2 separate regions of the Ovis aries genome follow, and region 2 is linked to region 1. Evidence: chromatin contacts called from public Hi-C data. All regions are on one chromosome and are shown on one strand. The core of a region is the stretch at or near the end of the contact, and the rest is flanking DNA. Distances in the headings are between cores, read along the strand shown. Region 1 holds the start of FADS1 (fatty acid desaturase 1). Region 2 has its middle 25 kb from the start of FADS2.

What was found. A called contact is a pair of places that touch in the nucleus more often than the background predicts.
Region 2: a Hi-C map of liver shows a contact between it and region 1, with 3 times the contacts expected there. The contact joins the enhancer-like site here to the promoter of FADS1 in region 1. A contact is called at or near these places in 2 of 16 Hi-C or Micro-C datasets (liver and skin fibroblasts).

Annotation. Positions count from the first base shown.
Region 1 is chr21:36,813,407-36,816,106 of ARS-UI_Ramb_v3.0, forward strand. FADS1 (fatty acid desaturase 1) reads right to left here and starts at 1,307. Exons shown (of 12, transcript XM_004019593.6): 1 at 971-1,307. The coding sequence starts at 1,162. LOC132658370 (a long non-coding RNA gene) reads left to right here. Exons shown (of 3, transcript XR_009597942.1): 2 at 585-1,115; 3 at 1,532-2,026.
Region 2 is chr21:36,883,001-36,885,723 of ARS-UI_Ramb_v3.0, forward strand. No RefSeq gene overlaps it. Among named protein-coding and RNA genes, the nearest start is that of FADS2, 25 kb to the right of the region's middle. Within about 2 kb of position 1,256, at least 5 of the 54 cell types and tissues checked have an H3K27ac peak or open chromatin away from gene starts, as enhancers often do. A contact at or near this core is called in liver, where this site is marked.

The DNA.
Region 1 (2,700 bases), core at 57-2,556:
AAAGCTCCAACCTCTGGGTCCCAAGGAGTACCCCCCGCCCCGCCCCCCTCCCCAGCTCTAGAACTCTGAAGGGAGGTGCTAGCAGATTGTCTGGAGAGGGAAGCGGCAGAATCGGGGCTGGAGAGCGCGCTGGCCCGAGGGAGGGATGCCACCAGCACCGGGCTTAGAGCCCAGGAGTGCAAACAGCCGTCCGCTGTGGCGAATAGCTGGAGACCCTGCTGGACTGAGGCTGAGTGACCTCCCCACGGGATTCCAGGACTGCTCTCGTGTCCTAGCTAGGTGTATGCTGGTGCAGGCTCCCCACCTTCCGCACAATGGCCCCATTCCTCCCTGGGCACGAGCAGGTGCTAGGCGTCTCTGGCCAGTGCTGTCCCATCCCCTCTCTCGTCTTCACCCTGTGCAGGGGTTCCCAAGACAGCGGACGCCAGGTGGCTTTCCCCCAACTCAGTTCTCCGTCCTGCCTCCACTCGCCAGCCTAGCCAGGCACGCTCGGTCCAGACGCCGCTGCGCTTCCCTGCCAGCCACCCAGACAGATCAAGAATCCCTCTCCCCGCCACTGACCCCTCCTCCCTCGGTCTCGACAGGTCCGCCGTCGGGGAGCCCCGCGCCCCGGAGCTTCTTCTCCCTCCTAGCCCTGCTCCCCGGCCTGCCCACGCTTCGAGACAGCAGATTCCGGGCCGCAAACAGAGCCCACAGAGCGGTGGCGCGGCCCTTTGTCTGTGCGTGCACATTGCCAGCCTCCGTCCCTACTCCCCAGACTCCCCTTTTTCACCGCCTCTCCTGCCCTTGCATCCCGATTTGGCAGCACACCCAGTCACCCAGCAACAGGTACGCTCCTGCGCCTCCCGGCTTTCCCCAGAACTAGAGAGTGTTCAGCCACGACTGCCAAACTTCCTGTCTCGCACGCTGAGCCTCCAGCTCTAGCCGTCCGGTCCCGCCTCCTCCGGTGCCCCCGTCTGGCAGTGCTCACCGTGGCATCCTGCCCCGCGTAGTGGCTGATGACCCGGGAGCCCCCGGGATGCCGACGGACGAATTCACTGATGTTGTACACCTTTCGGTCAATCACGAGCCACCGCTCTTTTTCACGTCCAGAGCGCTGGGCCACTTCGTCCCAGGTGAAATAGCGCGGGGTCGGCCCCTGGGCTGGGGTCTCGGGGGCCATCGGGGCCGGGCACGCGGGCCGGCTGAGTGGCTGCGGTCAGGCGCGCGCACAGGACCCGCGGAGTAGCGCGCGCCGGCCTCGCAAGCTCCGGTAGCGGGCTCGCTGGTGCGCGTCCCGACCCCCGCGGCTCGCGCACCAGTTTTTCAGCCACTGAGGGGTGTTGGCGCCGAGCCCTGCTGCGCGCGCTCCTATTGGTCGAGCCGCGTGGCGCGGGGAGCAAGTCCCCGCCTCCCCGCCGGCCCCGCTCGGGCGTGCGCTTTGGGAGGGTCGTGGCAGGAGGGCGGCGGGCCGGGACGCGCGCCCCCTTGCGGGCACCTTGTTGGGGTCGCCGCCGAATCCCACTTTTCGACTCGCGCCTTTCGCTCACAGGGGGTGCCGCAGACTGGATAACGGTTCCTGTGAAGATTTCTGGGTGCGGGGCCCGGCTCGGGGAGGGGGCCACCGAGTGCGCGGGCGCCCTAGGCCTCTAGGGTAAGGTGGGCTCGGCCAGGGTGGAGGGCAGTGGGCAGAGGCTGAGCCTGGTGAGTGTGGATGAAGGGCGGGCCTAGTTGCCAAGGAGGCCTGCCATGCCTACAGGGTTGAAGGTTGGGGGATTTGGCGAGTGGCTGTGGAGGGGGCTGTCCCAGGGGCCTCGTCTTTAGAGTGGGGGCATCCTCGCTTGTTCCAGACCGTGACCTGATGAATTCTCCCGCCTTCTCCGCATGTAGCCCCACCGGTTGAGTGACTGGAATGAAAGAGTCAGAACCTTTGGCGGGTATCTTGCAAAAGCATAATTATGGGGTGTTGGCTCTGGAGGTGGGTGGGAATGGTTAATGCTTTACTGTGCTCAGTATAACATTAAAAATGCCCTACAAATGTTATAAACCTGTTTGCCTTTTTCGCTTGTTGTTTTCTTTTTTTTTTATTTTCCCAATTAACTGCCATCCTTAAATAAAAGGAAGTGGCCTAGCATCTCCGAGTCTCTGGGAGGCCCTGAGTGAAAAGCCTGGACCTTCCTGTTGAGGCATCAGGAAGATGCCTGGAGGCACCTGGGAGCTGCAGGAGGCCTTTAGGTAGCTTAGGGGCTTGGAGCTCTGAGCTTTCCAAAAAGGTGAAAAAGAACACAGAAGCTTCCGGGTTGAGAGGCCGGGGGGCAGTCAAGAAGCTGTTAGAGTTATGAAGAAGTTCAGTTCATGTGTTAAATTTTATTTATTCAGAAAGCAATTTACAAAGCACGTACTATGTGCCAGGCACTGTTTTTAGTACGTTGTGAACATTCAGTTCAGTTCAGTTGCTCAGTCGTGTCCGACTCTTTGTGACCCCATGAAGTGCAGCACACCAGGCCTCCCTGTCCATCACCAACTCCCGGAGTTCACTCAAACTCATGTCCATCGAGTCGGTGATGCCATCCAGCCATCTCATCCTCGGTCGTCCCCTTCTCCTCCTGCCCCCAATCCCTCCCAGCATCAGAGTCTTTTTCAATGAGTCAGCTCTTCGCATGAGGTGGCCAAAGTACTGGGGTTTCAGCTTTAATATCATTCCTTCCAAAGAACACCCAG
Region 2 (2,723 bases), core at 6-2,505, 70 kb after region 1:
AGCAGGGACTTCACTTGTGAGAGACAACCAGCCTGTGCCAGACCTCGTAAATCTTCTCCTGCAGCGCCCTGGGGGTGAGCTGGCAGCTTCTTACAATGCAAGAAAGCTCGAGGCCTCTGCGAGCCAGAGTGGCTGGTAGATGAATCAAAGCTTTGCATGAGGCCTTTGCAAAGGCTTTGCTCAAGGGTGGCAGACATGGGAACAGCCTGGGAAGGCTCCTGGGATGGCCCTGTTTGCGGGGTGCTCAGGAGTTTGGGGTTTCTTGTTACGAGTAGTGGGACCTGGGTGTGTAGATCTGAGTGGAGTCCACGGCTCACTGCATCAGTCTACATGATGGCAGGACTTTGGACTCTCCAGGTTAGTATGTGCAAACCCTTATTTAATTCTCATGCCCCTAAGGATCCGTTTTAGACAGTTATCCCCAAATCATATCCCATCTAGAAAGTTTAATACCATAGATGACTGTCTACTTATTGTTTGTATATCTATGTTTATTTTTGTCTGTTAACTTTTTTATGTTGGAGAATAGCTGTTTAACAATGTTGTGATGGTTTCGGGCGAACAGGAAAGGGACCCAACCAAACATATACACGTAGCCATTCTTCCACAGACTTCCCCCCCATCCAGACTGCCATGGAGTATGGAGCAGAGTTCCCTGTGCTTGTCTCTCTGTGTTTATATATAGAAAGAGTAAGATTTTTTTTCAGCCCCCAAGAAGGCAATTTTTGTCTCCTTGGCAGTGATCCTGCCCTGCTGAGATCAAAGCCTCCTCACTTATTACAGGACCAGAGAGTAGCTCCTGTGACTCTCTGACCTGCCCACTTTGGCTGCTTGAAAGAACTTGCCTGGTGGCCACCCAGTGTTGCAGAAGACCCTGTGCTTTCCAAGGTCACCTTCCCATGCTCCCGAAGTAGCTGGACCTGATGGCCCCAAAGGGTGCTCACGGAAAGGAGGTGCATGCTTCACCACTTTCCATCCCTCTGTGTCCCCCGGCTGGTGGCTGCATGGCCACCTTAAATCCCAGAGAGATCCCATGAAAACATCCTTCAGGGAATTCCCTGGTAGTCCAGTGATTAAGACTTAGTGCTCGCAATGCGGGGGGCACCCGTTCAGTTCCTGGTTGGGAAACAGGATCCCACATGCCACTTGGTACAGCCAAAAAAAATTCTTCAGCCAAGTGAGCCCAGGTTGAGCAAGACACCCCCAGTTATGTGCTGCCCTCAAGCCTCCCCAGATACATTCTTTAATGAGCTCTTTCACTGACTCATCAGTAAAAGCAGCAGTACAGCAGCAGCCGCAGCCAAATCCCAGTTGGGCTCAGCTGGTCTGCACAGTCAGCCTTTACGATTCTGACAGCGTTCCATCTTACAGGTGAGAAACCAGAGACCGGACAGGTCCTACTGGAAGCAAGGTCATAGAGTGATGATTGCAAGGCTTTGCAGAGTGATGATTGCAAGGCTTCCTTTCCTTGTTCTGCACCGGACGAGCAGGGAGCCTCCCCTAAGAACCTCTACCCAGGAGAACTGGGGAACCAGTCATGCGCCCCGGGTGTCTCTGAAGCCTCACCAGCCATGATTTGGTTTGATGCCTGTCCATGCCCTGGCATTTAGAAATGCTTGGGCTCCCCTGGTGGCTCTGCGGTAAAGAACCCGCCTGCCAGTGTAGGAAACACAGGAGACTTGGGTCCGATCTCTGGGTCAGGACAATCCCCTGAGAAGGAAATGGCAACCTACTCCAGTATTCTTGCCTGGGAAATTCCCTGGATTTCCCAGGTACCTGGTGGGCTACAGTCCACGGAGTTGCAAAAGAGGCAGACACAACTTAGCAACTAAACAAGAACAGCAACAACTTATAGATGTTTATAGCAATTTGATGGAAGAACTTTGTGCCTACTATCTCTAATTCTAAAGCATTCTCCTCCTGGATACTGGGTGGTTTGGCTTTCATTACTCTAATGATTCATTTTTATTGTATTTTATGAAAGCATAGATCTGTGATGGATTAGAAATTTGTTTTGAAACGTTAGTCCTTCACCACTAATAGTTGGATTTGTGCCTCCCACCTCCCACACACAGCATGGAAGGCCTTTGACCTCAGGATTAAAGAAAAATTAACATGTGGTTGATTGGCTGAGCTAACAGTGGACAGAGCTCAAAGGTCTTTCTTTCAGCCCTGGGCAGACATAACCTTAGCAACAGAAAGCTTGACTCCCGGGTGCTTCTCCATCTACCGAGCCCTGTCCCAGGGGAATGGCTCCATAAGTCCATGGCATGTACAGTGAGTGGCTGCAAGTACCTTCACTGGGGGCTCTTCTGATCAGAGATTTGGTGGAACCGTTGGGATCTTGCATTCTCAGTCACTTCAGTCGTGTTCGACTCTTTGTGACCCCATGTAGCCCCCATGTAGCCCCCATGTAGCCCGCCAGGCTCCTCTGTCCATGGGATTCTCCAGACAAGAATACTGGAGTGGGGTTCCATTTCCTTCTCTAGCTGAGATCTTAAAGATCATTTAACCTCTCCTCATCGTACCAATGGGGGATCCGGACTGTAAATGGGGCTGACATTTGTTTTCCTGTTTCCATTGTCTGGAAGGGTACCTGTCACAGAATACGCTAAGAACCAGAGTCGGGGTCTGACCCGGGGTCCGAGCTCCCGCACTGGTGGCCTGGTTCTGCTGTCTGGATAAGGTCCTCTCTGCATCTCAGCGGGGCCAGCTCGGGAGGG